5 separate regions of the Mus musculus genome follow, and regions 1, 3, 4 and 5 are each linked to region 2. The links are chromatin contacts, called in public Micro-C and promoter capture Hi-C maps. All regions are on one chromosome and are shown on one strand. Each heading gives the region's core, a stretch centred on a gene start, on an enhancer-like site or on the middle of the called end of the contact. The rest is flanking DNA. Distances are from core to core; before and after follow the strand shown.

Region 1 (2,700 bases), core at 45-2,544, 420 kb after region 2:
ACACATGCTATTAGATCTCTCCTCCCATGTATACACAAACATGCTGTTAGGTAAATAAGAGCCACCCAGAAAACTATTGATAACACTTGAAATTTTTTTTTCATTTTCCTTTTCTCTGAATGGTTTTAAGCACAAGTGCTTAAAAATGTTTTACAGTTTTGAATATGACTTCACCTGCCTCCACTTATCACATGATAACACTATTAAGATAAAATTCTATTAAAACTTTACCTTTATGGCTGCCAAGGATGTTCCACAACTTACTGAACCAATATTTTTTTTTTTTCTGAATGGCTTAGCAAGTTTCTCACATTTTGATCTTATTAAAGGCGGTAGCCATGCTATTTTCTGTCTCTGTTCATATGCTGCGTTTTCCTTTAGATGAGGTTTTAGAAAATGGAATTGAAGAGGGAGGTTTTTATGCTGAGACTTACTTCCTTCATGCCATACTGACCCCAGAACGGTACTTGGACTTCGGAAAGTCCCAGTCCCAGAGTTCTCAGCTCTTTTCCCTGCTTTAGCGGGTGCAGGGTGAGGTGTCTGTCCCACCCTTAACCCCCAGTTTCTCCCCTAGGTCAGAGGAAACATTTATAAAAACAAAACAGCAGAACCAAGAAACTAATTCTCCGGGCACGGAATTATTTGTTTTTCCCTCCTGTGATTCCAAGCCCAAACTAAGTCTTCACATCTACAAACCGATCCTTTTTATTAAGAAAAAGTAAAAGAAATCGCTCACGATCCGTTTGACTGGTGTTTCAACTTGCGGTCGGGAACTTAAATTTCGGAACTGCAAGTTGCACGACAAGTTCCTGATAAACAATTTAGTGTCCTCTTTCACACCTCTGTAGACGGCACCGCACCTTTCCTCCCGGGACAGCAGGTTCCCCGCCGGCGCCGCCCTGCACCTGCTGGAGCCACAGTTCGGACTCGGGACCGCGAGGGTCAATTTCTTAGGGCGACAGTCCCCGCGCCGCGGCGTTCTCGGTTACAGGGGCCACCCGCCCTTGAACTTGAAGCGCGTGGGACCGAACACTTGGCCGAGCTGGGGTGTTCGGGACAGAACGCCACCCCGAGCGGAGGCTCGCGGGCCGGAATGCCACCGCCGCTCGGCGTCCAGGCACCCGGCGGTCCCGCCTGTGCGCACTCACCTCCGCCGTACATCTGGCACAGGTAAGGGAAGCGCCACACGTTGCCCAAACCCACGGCGTAGGAGATGCAGGCGAACACGAACTGCAGCGGATGGCCCCACTGAGGCCGTGCCTTCTCCATGTCCCGAGCTCGCTGCTCCCCGTCAGGGCCTGGTCTCTGGCCGCCGCCGCTCGCCCGCCTTTTAATTGCTAATCTCATTAACGCGCGCGCGGGGCGAGGCCGGTGAGTGGGGAACGGTGAGCCCCACCCTAGCCTCGGCGGGCGGGGAAGGCGCCCCTCCTTGGCCCTGCGTGTGGACTTCAGAGCTCGGGGAAAGGATCATGTTTCCTCAACTTCTTACTGATTAATCGATGACAATACTATATGCCTGGCACTGCTGTGCTGCGGGAAGACACAGCAACCCCACCCCTCCAGGGCTCACATTCAGGTGGCGGGAACATTTAAATACCACGGAGTGACTCGTTCTTAACTTCTTTTGACCCACTGGGGTAATTTCCTTTAATTAATACCACCCAGTTCACCTAAGTCGGTGATGCAGGGGCAATTTAGGTAAAGCAGAGAGAGAGACAAGTCCTAGAGACAGACAGGGATCCAGGACTTCCCAGAGGAGAGATGACTTTTGCACAGAGAGGGTGGGTGTGGAGATTCAGAGGCAGATCACTCTCCTAGCACTTCTGAGACCCTGAGTTTGATCCTAGCACACATGGGAGACTTAAGGGTCTCCAACTACCGGCCCTTGCCTGCACCTGTAGTGTGGGCAGAATCAGGTTTTGAACAGCTGCCTTGAGGCCAATGGGAGTCAGAGATTCTCTTCCCTGGGCCAGGTGGAAACCCAAGAATTCTCATGTTTTTGCCAGTCCAACAAGAAGATATAAATGAACCTAACTCAGTAAAGTTTGGTACAGTGATGCAGGATCTGTTGTTTGCGTCTATATTCCACCACAGACTAAATTCTGTGACTTGGCAAGCCATTTAACATCTTTGACCTTGTTTCATCTGTAATAGAAAAAAAATCTGCCCCAACCTATCCTAGGACTTTTAACCTTAAAACAGTAAAGAAAGCAAAGTCACAACACAGTGGAAGAAACTCTAGATTCTTAAGCTTTAGTATATATATATATACTAAATATATATATTTCCTGCATCCTCCTATGTCTAGTTCCAGTCTTGTTGGTGGACATTTGTGTTGTCCAGTTTGTGGCTACTATGAATAGAACCAAAGTGAACATTCTAATATGGCAGGTAGATGGACTATTAGGAACTTTGGGACTATGTGCGGCATCAAAAAATATCAGTTCACATTCTCATTAATCCCAGCTGCTCTGCATCTTTACTGTCATTCCACAGACTGTTTTTTGTTTTAACAAAGCAAAACAAAAACAAGCATTTATTGGGACCAGGTGCCATGGCATGAGTGGAGGTCAGAGGTCAGAGCAAGTGGTCTTACCATCTTGCTGGCACTGCCATTCTGTTTTTAAAGTTCTGTCTAGATTTGTGACTTTGTGCTGATGGTTCAATTTACCCTTTGACTTCCCAGGCAACTGACAAGTT
Region 2 (2,700 bases), core at 184-2,683:
TATAAAACAAATACACAGGATCTGGTCACTTTCTGCCATAAATAAAGGGCATGTGGGCGCAGGGAGGGGGTGCCGCAGGGGAAAGAGCCGGTTTCCCTTGTGTCCTCGAGCCACGCGTGGATCCCACCCTTCAGCCCGAGAGCTTGCCCCTGCTCTTCCGAACCAGAACCTCAGCACAAACCCCACTTTCCCACCTCATTTGTGCCTCTCTGCGGTCCCCTCCCGGGAAAAGGATGAACAATAAGGACAGCACGAAGCGCACCTGCCCCGTCTCCGGTGAGGAAGGCGCGTGCGAGCGCTTACACAGCGCGGACGCGGGGCGGAGGGGGTCACTTAGGAGCCACCCCCGAGGTGACAGCCGCGGCAGCAGCAGCAGCAGCTGCAGCAGCGGCGGCGGCAGCGGCGGTAGTCCCCGCGGGTACGGCTGCAGGAGCGGCCGCGGGGGCGCCGGCGGTGGTCCGGCGCTGCTCCATGCCGTTGGGCAGGAAGCCGGCAATGATGGGCACCGGCCAGATGAGGGCGGCCACGCTCCACACCACGATGACCAGGGTCATGAAGCAGGCCACCAGCGTAGACTCGATGGGCTTGCGGTTCAGCCGCCAGCCCGGCTCGCCCTGCAGCTCCTCCAGGCTGAAGTCCAGGCAGCAGAAGTGACGAGGCTCGCCCTGCAGCCACAGCGGCCCCGGCTCGGCCGCCGGGTAGGCAGGCAGCGCGGTGGGAGCCCCGGCGGGAGCCCGCAGGCGGCCGCGCACCCAGCCGCAGCCCACGCACAGGCGCAGGTCTTGCTGCGCGCCGCCCGCCGCCAGCCCCAGATGCTCGATGAGCAGTGGTGGCCCGACGCGGTGGAAGGCGGCGGCGAAGAAGGCGCGGCCGTGCGCGTTGGTAGAGAAGAGCAGCAGGTCGCACTGCAAGCCCCGCGGGCGGCCCCAGCGCACGAGCAGCGAGCTCAGCATCTGTCGTTGCACGCTGATGTTGCAGGGCGCCGCCGGAGCCTCCTCTGGGCCCGCGCGCTCTGGGGGCGCCGATGCCGCCGATGCCAGCAGACGCGGGGTGGAGTGTTCGTTGGTGAAGGACGCATTGGCCGAGGCGTTTGGGGGCGTCCCTGCAAGGCCGGGCGCATCCGTGGCCCCGCCGTGCGCCGGCGGCAGCTGGCAGGCGGCGGCCAGTAGCGCGGCGAGAAGGGGCAGCATGGCCTGTGGCGAGCGCCTACGCGCGCGGGGCAGGCGGCGGCTGCATGGCGCGCAGGCGACCGTCCGGTGAGGGAACCGCGGGGCCTGGAAGGCCGAGGCGGAACTCTGCCAGTGTATTGGGACGACACCGGCTCACGGGCCGCGATGGCCTCTTCAGACTCCGCTCGTCGAGGTTCCGCTGCCCCCAGAGCTGGGGCCCTTGGACGGCCAGGAGGCTCTGCTGGCTCGCGGCGAAACGAGAGAGGATTCCCCTGCTCGGCTCCGCCTTCCGCGCGCCCCGCCCCCGGCTCACCGGGTGCGGGGAATTGGGAGGGCGGGGCTCCACTCGCAGGGGCGGGAACTGAAGACCTGAGCGACAGGGCGGTGCGTGGAGGCGGAGCGAGGGGACCCCCGAGGGCGGGAAGCCCAGAGCGAGTCCCGGAGCCCAGACAGTCCCTCTGTCACGCCCCCAGGAGAGCTAATCAGTACCTCCTTTCTGCTTAGGAGAAACTAAGAAGGGAGAAAGTCTCCGGGCTACCTCAGGAGCCAGAGACAGGACTCTTGTACCTTTCTGCTGAGTTCAGAAATTCAGATCTGGAGTCTGGCTGGTTTTAATGTGTCTTCACCACAATAGATACATATGGGTTTTTTTGTTGTTGTTGTTGTTTTGTTTTTTGTTTTGTTTTTGTTTCGTTGTTTTGTTTTACAGGAAGAGAACTCATAAAAAAATCCTCAAAATTCTGAAGTTTTGGTGTTGGTTGGGGCAATGGGAATGCAAATCCCACAGGTCGGATGCTTGAGGACACCTGCAGTCTAGTGTGCACATAGACACAAAAAATTTGTATGTTAGAGTCCATGAATATCAGTCTTCCGGGATGTATATTGTGGAGAGGTGGAGTTGTCAAGAGTAATTTAATAGGATACAATTTATATTAAGAAGCCTACCTGAGTCCTGAGCTTGATGGTACAAGTCTGTAATCCCAAGTGAGAATCCAGAGTCCAAGTTCCTTGGAGAGGCCAGCCTGGGCTACCTGAAAACCTGTCTCAAATAAACAAAATCCAGTACTAAGGTGGTGAGGAGAATTATGAGTTTGAGGACAGCCTGGGCTACACAGAAAGATGCTTTCTGTAAAGAACAAAAAACGTTCTTGGGAAGAAGAGGCAGCTCAGTTGGAAGGGTGCTTTCCTAGTGTCCTAGCAAGCCCAGGGTTCAATCCCCATCACAAAAAGGAGCAAACTGCACTTCCCTTGTTTTCTGGCCTCACACTTGGAAACTAATGTCAACTGACCCCTAAAATGGCTTGAAACAGTTGTGCTCTGTAAATCTAAGAGTGACCCTCCCTCTAAGCCAGCTAAGCTTTCCCAAGGGCCTGTGAAGGACAGGATGACAGCCATTGCTGGGTACAAAGTGCTAAATATATTTCTCTAAATAGTTCTCTCTCTCTCTTTCATTCTTTCTCCTGCTCTTTCTTTTGAGTCAAGGTTTCACTTCGTAGCTTTAGCTGTCCTGGAACTTATTATGTAGACCAGA
Region 3 (2,703 bases), core at 136-2,635, 460 kb before region 2:
AGCATGTGTGAAGTTAACATAAAGCAGCAGCACAGACTGAAAACACAAAGATCCAGGGCACCCCACCAAATGTCTAAGTTACCCTCCTAACAGCTCCCTTTCAGTGGGTCTCATATGACTATTACGTGTACGTTGTGGGAGGAGCACACATCCATGTGGATTTTTGCAGGACAGCGTTTTTGGAATCTGTTCTTTCCTTCCACCTCCATCTAGTTACGGTAATCAAACCACAGTGGTCAGGCTGGAGGGTCTGATAGCAAACACTTTCATCTGTTGGTCGACCTGGCAGCACAGTACTGTATGCTTTATGATAATATGTGACTAAGGACATTGCTAATGAAAATATTTTAAACAAATGTGCCAAAATATAAATATCTAACAAGGATTGTCCCAAAACACTAAGAAGTTAAAACTTCAGAAGTTGTCAGGTGGTGGTGGCCCATGCCTTTGATCCCAGCACTCAGGAGGCAGAGGCCAGCAGATCTCTCTTCAAGGCCAGCCTTGTCTACAGGACTACACGGAGAAATCCCGTCTCAAAACAAAAAACAAAAACTCCTTCAGAAACCACCTTCAGTATCTGTAGCCTATTCTCTTTAACATAGTCCTCACTCTAAATAGTACTGTACGCCACAAATTCAAGTCGTCTAGAGGGGAAAAGCCCTAAATAGGGTAATAAATGGGACAAGTATTTAAAGGAGTTCTCAAAATGGGTAGAGGCAGTGTCCTTAAATCTACAGTCTCACAAGGGCAGGAAAATTGAGTCCCAGCACTCTTAAGCTTGCGTGACATGTGGCGCACACACTGCCTCAGAGACAGGTGGGCAATTGTAAACTATGCTCCTGCAGACAAAGGACACGATGTGGGCCGCAAGGTCGTCTTCAGGAGAATGAAGATCTGAGAGAAGGGGTGGGATGGCTTCTTGCTGGTTGACCAAGCCAAGAGGTAGCAAAGCGAAAAGCAGTTTATATTCCATCATTTGCAGGTCTGGAGATCAGTTACAGACGTCCAATAAAGCAGTAAAAAGCCCATGCTGAGTACACTGAACGTTTAAAAACAGCCTAGTAAGGAGTCGCGATGTGTCATGCCTGTAATCAAAGCACGTAGGAGGCTGAAGCAGGAGAATTGCCGCAAGTTCAAGGCCAGCGTGGGTTACAGTGTGAGCCACTGTCCCAAATAATTAAACTATCTCAAATAGATTAGATTGAGGAAAAGTCAAGTGGGAAATGTAAGCCAGAGGAACCGGATCTTTCACACTCAGCTGCATCTGGGAAGCCTACCAAGACTACCAACGGCTGCTCAGCAAGAACTGCGTCACCAGAGCGCCTTGCATAGCTCCGCCCCTTCCCCCCTCCCCACCAGGGGCTGCGCGTGCGCGCTTTGGCCCCGCCCCTGCCTCCCGCTACTCCTTTACCTTTGCTTATCGTCCTCCCACCTGCCTGCCAATCATCTTTCTCCCTCAGACCTAGTCGGCCGGAAGAACCGGCTTGTGTCTCCCGAAGCTGCCTTCGGAAACCCGCAGATAGCGGGGTAAGGACACCGCTTTGAAGCGGGGTGGGAGGCCGCTGAGAGCCGACGTCCTGGCTGGGAGCCGCTTGCCGGCCTTGCGCAGGCGTTCTAGGAGGAAGGTCGGTCCGCCTTAGCCAATGAGCATGGTTCGTGCGGCCTGCCGGCTCCAAGTGTCGGGGCGTCCAAGCACGAACCCAGGCCTCTGAGACAGTGGGCCAGACCTGTCAGGAGCTCCCTGCAGAGCGAAAGTTGCCCAGGGACTCCACACTTGCCACACAGGCCTTGGCCTGTGCGTGCTGAGGCGTAGGCGAGGCTGTCAGATGGGAGCTGGGTTTAGGCTGCTGCTGGGAGAGCCTTGAGGCTGGTGGGGCCCTGGGAGGAGCTGCACCCCAAGTTGCGGACCTGTCCATTCACCTCTAGACCTGTAATCAAACTTATGGCTAAGTAGACTCTCAGAGGGGAGTCTGAGGCGTAGATTACTCAAGTGCACTTCACCACTAAAGAGCTTAAGGAGTGTGCTAATTCATTCAAGACATCTGTGGAATGTGTGTGTGCGAATGGGTTTAAGATTGTAGGATAATGGTAAAAGGAAACAGGATCAGGCTGAATTTTATCAGTTTGAGACCACCGATTGGAGATTCCAGATTTAATGTGGAGTTCATATAGTTTTAAAAAGGTGTCAAAGTTTGGTTGGCTGGTTGGTTGGTTAGATTTGTCTACAGATGGCCTACTGAAAAGGAACTGGAGATGCCTGCCATCCCTTGGCTTAGTGTTGATGAAGGAGTTTTAAGCTCAGGGAAATTGCAGTGCTAGAGTGGGTACTCTCTGAAAAACCTGATCCCTCATAATGGAAAGGCCCAGAAGACATGCCCTACACTAACCTATAAGATGAAAATGGTTTGAGGGGGCAACAGCAGGTCCGAAGAGTTTTTGTCGTAATTTTTTCTCTTGTGCCAGATCTTAGGGTTCAGTGGGTGTAATTGGACCTTGGAGTAGCACCAGTGCCTGTATATATTAGGTCAGGCTGGGCCAGAAGTGCCTGAATCCTTCTTGAAACTGTAGAGTTTGTAGTTATGATTTAACTCTCCAGCAAGATACAAAAGGAAAGCTAAAGAATTTGTTATCTAGCCAGGCGATGGTGGAGTGTCATTAATCCCAGCAATGGGAGGCAACAGGAGGCAGAGACAGTTGGATCTC
Region 4 (2,700 bases), core at 199-2,698, 460 kb after region 2:
GCTCTCAGACCTGGTTAGAGAAGTTTCTCTGTGCAATGGATGGTGGCTACCACACAGCTCACAGCTTTTAGGTACAGAGAATAAATAGGCTTAGCCACAACTAAGATATACACTCAGGAGGCAGAGGCATAGATAGGCAAAGGCAAGTGAATCTGAGTTCAAGGTCAGGCTGGACTACAGAGAGGATTCCAATATAGACAGGACTAAACAGAGAAACCCTGTCTTGAAACAGCAACAACAAAAACTGTCTTCTAGACATGACAGAACTGCTGGCCTAGAAACTCACAACTGTGGTCACCTGCACAAAGGTGCCAATCAACAATCCAGCACAGAGACGGGGAGGGGTTTATGAGATCGCACTTCTAGCTGAGCAGTTACTGACGGCTGAAGATTTATGAAGGGCAGAGAGACAGTTTCTTTTAAGAGTGTGGCCCAAGGAAGGTGATGGTCCCACACACATGAGTATATGTGCAGCATAAATTGGACTAGGTAGGCTTAAAAAAAACAGGACAGGAAGTAAACAATAATTCTGGAAGATGCTAGGGGATTTAAAATACATTGTATGAATGTATAAAATCTTTAAAGGATAATTTTTTTTAAAAAAGAGTGAGCTTATTGCTTAAAGTGTTTATTTTATGTGCATTGTTTGACAAATCATCTACACCCGGTTTCCAAGTGTTATCACAATGACATAAAAGAGTAAGAACACAAACAAGTACTAACTTTTTTGTGAAGCCACTAGCGTAATTTTTTTTTTTTTTTCGTTTTTGACATCAGAAGCAGGACCAGTTCCTAGCTCAGGATGGTTTAAGAAATGGTCTGTTTTGTTTAGATGTATACAAAGTGACACTTACTAGGAATTGATTGCTGGGATATGTCAGCAACCCACTTGAGCTTCACTTTCAATAACTTCTCTATGCCCAGCTATTTAAATTAATTGTACGATGAAAGGTTGGATGGACTGGCGTTTTCGCTTCAGTTTTATCTGTCTCAAAGTAAGCCCGAACTCTAATACCCAAATGGTCGTCAGACGTCCAAACAAAGAAAACAGCACCGATAATTAGTCAGTTGTAAAATCAGGTGCTTCAGAAAATTAGATTCAACCAAGTTCACACAGAAAGTTGGAACCAGCCCGTCATTCTTCACCCTGGCAAATGTGTGCGGCTGTGTCGGCCAGGGCTTCCCAGACCACAGCCAAGGACGAGGCGACAAGGCCGGAGGAAGGCTTCAGCAAGAAGCTGTCCCCGCGGCTCGGCCGACGTGACTCCCTCCCCGGCGAGGCCCCGCTCGCTCGCTCGCTCGCTCGCCCTCCGCACCCCGGCTGGGCCTCTCCCGACCAGGACACTCACCATGGTGGCGGCGGATCCGACAGGAAACAGGGAGGCCGGCACCGGGGCCTGAGGAACGGAGGTTGTTTAGAAGCCGCGCGTTGCCAATGGGAACGGAGACACGTGGGCCCTCGCTTGCACGCTATCATTGGCTCTCAGTGTCACGTGACGGATGATGTTGCGTAACTGGCTAATTTCCGCGGGTACATTGGCTTTGAGATCCGGAAGTCCCACCTTTTCTTGCCACGCTAACCTGGGGCGGTGCCTGCCGTTGCCAATGGCAACAGAGAAATTTCCGGTCGGGGGTGGGGGGGGGGAGCTGAGCAGCGCCTTAGGTGCCAGCGTGTTTGCCTACAATCAGGACAGAAGTTGGGCTTTGGCACCGGGATCCAGAGCTGGTGGTTCCAGACCTCTGAGAAGAACAGGCTGAGTGAACAGGGCTTCAGCGTGACTGCATCCGGCTATCAAGCTCATGCTGGCCCTGGTGCACGCCCTTCCTCCATCTGCATTGTTTTATAACGCTGGCAGAAGAGAATAACTTTACCTTTTTGGAAAAAAAATGTGCAAAAACATAGGTTTATATAGAGTAGTGAATTAGAGAGACAAACACTAGATTCGCCAGGAGAAGGTTGTGGAATAACGTCCTGATCTCCCTGGCGGAAGTTTTCACTTATGAAGTCTAACTTGAGTCATTAGAATCTTCAAGTTTTGGGATAGGTAAAGATCCTTTCCAAATCTGTTGGTGATCTTTTTGTCTTATTGACGGTGTCTTTTGCCTTGCAGAAGCTTTGCAATTTTATGAGGTCCTATTTATTGATTCTCGATCTTACAGCGCAAGCCACTGCTGTTCTATTCAGGAATTTTTCCCCTGTACCCATATCTTCGAGGCTTTTCCCTACTTTCTCCTCTATAAGTTTCACTGTCTCTGGTTTTATGTGAAGTTCCTTGATCCACTTAGATTTGACCTTAGTACAAGGAGATAGGAATGGATCAATTCGCAATCTTCTACATGATAACAGCCAGTTGTGCCAGCACCATTTGTTGAAAAATGCTGTCTTTTTTCCACTGGATGGTTTTAGCTCCCTTGTCAAAGATCAAGTGACCATAGGTGTGTGGGTTCATCTCTGGGTCTTCAATTCTGTTCCATTGGTCTACTTGTCTGTCGCTATACCAGTACCATGCAGTTTTTATCACAATTGCTCTGTAGTACAGCTTTAGGTCGGGCATAGCAAACACAGAAGTGGATGCTCACAGTCAGCTATTGAATGGACCACAGGGCCCCCAATGGAGGAACTAGAGAAAGCACCCAAGGAACTAAAGGGAACTGCAACCCTATAGGTGGAACAACAATATGAACTAACCAGTACCCCGG
Region 5 (2,700 bases), core at 116-2,615, 370 kb after region 2:
ATCCCAGAGCGGCTGTCACGGAGGTTATGCAGAGCTCTGTGGCCACATGAAGGAGGGAAGAGTGAAAGTGTTGGCAGGGGACAGCACATACCCACATTAATGGTCAGAGCCTGACCCCAGCTTGTCCTTGTGTGCAAGCAGGGTCCGTGCACCGCCTTCTCATTCAGGAGGCTTCTCAAAATCCCCTTGCTCTGAAAAGGCTGAGTTTTTACCCTTTACCAACTTGATGTCAAAGGAGGCTGAGGCCTGTGTGATTTATTCTCTGGAGACACTTTACAGCAGAGGCCATATTTCCACAGATGTTTGGAGTTAATGCTCTAACACTCAAAGGTCATAAGATAGTCCAATTTTAACCCAAAGTATCAAGCAGTAACCACATCAAATCTGGTGTGGCCCTTGGTCATCTTGTCTCTGTGACAGAGCCTGGATGCTTATCTGCTAGCTAGGGCCAAAAGAAAACTCAAAGCTCATACCAAGGTAGCAGTGTGGTCACCTTTACCTGTGCGTGGCAATCATTTCCATCACTTCTTCAAACCTCAATAATTCAATTTAAGCAGATAAGCTCTGCAGTCCTTTTGTCAAAACAATACAACTGAATCAAAAGAGCCTTACTTAGTTGGTATCACAGTTCATGCACAGAAGAGGAAGAAAGGAAGTAGATCATAGTTCCACATGAACAACCCAGAGGTTAAAGAGTTAGAAGAGGAACAGAGAAAACCTTCATGACTTCAAATTAGCTGAAGATGTTTTAGATAGCAGAACAAAAGCACTGTCCACGGATGCACAGGCCAAACCTTCCCTCTGTGCGGGGCTTGGGTCAGCAATTTGGAGAGGACATCCAGCAGACCTATAATTCATCCAGATCCCAGGAAGGTGAAAGTTTGAGATGTGAAGCACTCAGTCAGGCAGACATGCTGCACCTGCCCATTGTACTCACCTCCGCCATACATCTGGCACAGGTAGGGGAAGCGCCATACATTGCCCAGGCCCACAGCATAGGAGATACAGACAAGTAGGAACTGCAGGGGGTTGTCCCACTTTGGCCGCACCTTCTCCACAACCCCAGGGTGGGCACACTCTGTTGACCTCGGTCTTCCTGGGTGCTGACCAGGTCCTCCAGCGCCTCCCCAGGGCTGGAGCTCCTCATCCTCTGGCAGGGAGACCGCATGTGCTGAAGGTGATTCCATCTTCTGAGACAACTCTCACTGTAGAATGAGCAACACCTGTGCCCTCTTCCGCGCCCCACCCCCAAACCCCTGTGTTTTCTACTGTTTCTTTCCAGGACTCTGGAATCAGCTTTCGACCCCAATTCTGTGTTGGTTCCCTTCTTGACCAGTGCTTCCCTCGCTGCCTCAACCTCACAGGTGGCCAGTTTAGATCCTCCCACTAACCTTTGGCCACATTCCTTTCTGTGTCCTTTGTCTCTCAAACTTCAGGATTTCTGGGCTCCTCTTGCTGTTAAGGGTGTCTGCAAAACAATTCACAAATTTGGTTGTATCTGTTGGAGGCTGGTGGTGAGCTGGAAAATGTTTAGCTAAATGTTTAGCTACAGACTGCAGAAAAACTCTGATCTATGTACTTATCAATTTTTCTAGTACAAACACTCCCACTATGGTGCATCCTGAGCTACCAATAAAATCCATTAAGTGAAACAGGATGCCATTATCTTGGGTTCCCACCTTACACACACAACGACAGAGATTCTCAGTTGCATAACTGACAGGTAAAGGGTAGCAAGTATCAGACAGTGAGCTGAGCATTGTGTCTGATTTGTAATTTACGTATCGCTTGGGCCTCAGTGATAACTGTATCTAAGAAGCAAAGGGGACGAAGCTCAGTTCTCTGGGGTGTCCAGATACCCCGCACAGATGATTCAGTCCAGCTTAACCCCACCTGAGTGGTCCCAGGAAGCTGCCTTGGCTAATGGATGACTGCGTATGGATGGGAACTTCACTGTACCTACCAGAAACAGGATACAAAAGACCATCAAACTGTGTCACTTGAACTCTGGACAAAGGAGAGAAAGTGGGTACAGCTGTGGGCAGGGTTCTATAGTCTTATTCTACTAAGAAGGTTATGCAATTTTCAATCATTTGCTCATCCTGGTGAGTGCACTGTTAATTATCAAAGTCTCTAGTTTCCCCATATGAGAAAGTCCAAACTCCTTGGTTCTGCTTGCAAAGCCTTGAGAACTTTTTTTAATTTTTATTTTGATGTTGTTGGTGTTGCAGGCGTCTTCTTCTTTTTTTTTTTTTAAGTTATTTTTGTTTTGTGTTTTGCCTTCATACTTGTGTATAGCTATACCTCTATCTATCATTCATATATACATGAATATATACAAATATGTGTATGCACATATATCTGGAACTGGTAATATGGATTGTTGTGAACCGCAGTTTGGAAACTGAACCCAGGTTCTCTGCAAGAACAGCCAGAGAACTGTTGGTTGTTGTTGTTGTTTTAATGGAGCCATTGCTTCAACCTCCATTTTGAGATGGAGGTTTGCTAAGTTACTTGCTTAGGCTAGGTCTTCAGTCTTCCTGCTTCAGCCTCTCAAATAGGTGGGGTTATCGGTATATATTACCACACCTGGTTCATGTTGACTCCTAATTACAATTATATTATTTGATATTTGTTTTGTGCCTTAAGTAAGATATGGTCTATTCAGAGGAAGTTCAATGTGCTGATGAGAATGTATAT

What was found. Promoter capture Hi-C pulls out the DNA fragments that hold promoters and counts their contacts. A called contact is a pair of places that touch in the nucleus more often than the background predicts. Capture Hi-C pulls out chosen DNA fragments and counts their contacts.
Region 1: a contact with region 2 is called in a promoter capture Hi-C map of embryonic stem cells, with 4 times the contacts expected there. The contact joins the promoter of Slc6a20a here to the promoter of Tmem158 in region 2. A contact is called at or near these places in 6 of 39 promoter capture datasets (the C10 cell line, the HPC-7 cell line, cranial neural crest and 3 more), 4 of 115 datasets of contacts at active chromatin or transcription factors (bone marrow-derived macrophages, embryonic stem cells and stem cell-derived neural progenitor cells) and 1 of 9 other capture datasets (pancreatic islet).
Region 3: a contact with region 2 is called in a promoter capture Hi-C map of adipose tissue, with 4 times the contacts expected there. The contact joins the promoter of Tcaim here to the promoter of Tmem158 in region 2. A contact is called at or near these places in 10 of 39 promoter capture datasets (the 3T3-L1 cell line, 3T3-L1-derived adipocytes, the HPC-7 cell line and 5 more) and 2 of 9 other capture datasets (adipose tissue and liver).
Region 4: a Micro-C map of embryonic stem cells shows a contact between it and region 2, with 6 times the contacts expected there. The contact joins the promoter of Lztfl1 here to the promoter of Tmem158 in region 2. A contact is called at or near these places in 8 of 39 promoter capture datasets (the 3T3-L1 cell line, the HPC-7 cell line, cranial neural crest and 4 more), 1 of 15 datasets of contacts at CTCF or cohesin (embryonic stem cells), 5 of 484 Hi-C or Micro-C datasets (embryonic stem cells, muscle stem cells and uterus), 2 of 115 datasets of contacts at active chromatin or transcription factors (embryonic stem cells and stem cell-derived neural progenitor cells) and 1 of 9 other capture datasets (pancreatic islet).
Region 5: a contact with region 2 is called in a promoter capture Hi-C map of embryonic stem cells, with 3 times the contacts expected there. The contact joins the promoter of Slc6a20b here to the promoter of Tmem158 in region 2. A contact is called at or near these places in 5 of 39 promoter capture datasets (the 3T3-L1 cell line, embryonic stem cells, liver and 2 more) and 1 of 9 other capture datasets (macrophages).

What each region holds. Positions count from the first base shown.
Region 1 is chr9:123,677,538-123,680,237 of GRCm38.p6, forward strand. It overlaps Slc6a20a (solute carrier family 6 (neurotransmitter transporter), member 20A), which reads right to left and starts at 1,295. Exons shown (of 11, transcript NM_139142.2): 1 at 1,149-1,295. The coding sequence starts at 1,269.
Region 2 is chr9:123,259,356-123,262,055 of GRCm38.p6, forward strand. It overlaps Tmem158 (transmembrane protein 158), which reads right to left and starts at 1,434. Exons shown (of 1, transcript NM_001002267.2): 1 at 1-1,434. The coding sequence starts at 1,190. The coding sequence ends at 330.
Region 3 is chr9:122,804,162-122,806,864 of GRCm38.p6, forward strand. It overlaps Tcaim (T cell activation inhibitor, mitochondrial), which reads left to right and starts at 1,386. Exons shown (of 11, transcript NM_001013405.2): 1 at 1,386-1,527.
Region 4 is chr9:123,716,177-123,718,876 of GRCm38.p6, forward strand. Lztfl1 (leucine zipper transcription factor-like 1) reads right to left here and starts at 1,449. Exons shown (of 10, transcript NM_033322.3): 1 at 1,350-1,449. The coding sequence starts at 1,352.
Region 5 is chr9:123,631,173-123,633,872 of GRCm38.p6, forward strand. It overlaps Slc6a20b (solute carrier family 6 (neurotransmitter transporter), member 20B), which reads right to left and starts at 1,366. Exons shown (of 11, transcript NM_011731.4): 1 at 938-1,366. The coding sequence starts at 1,187.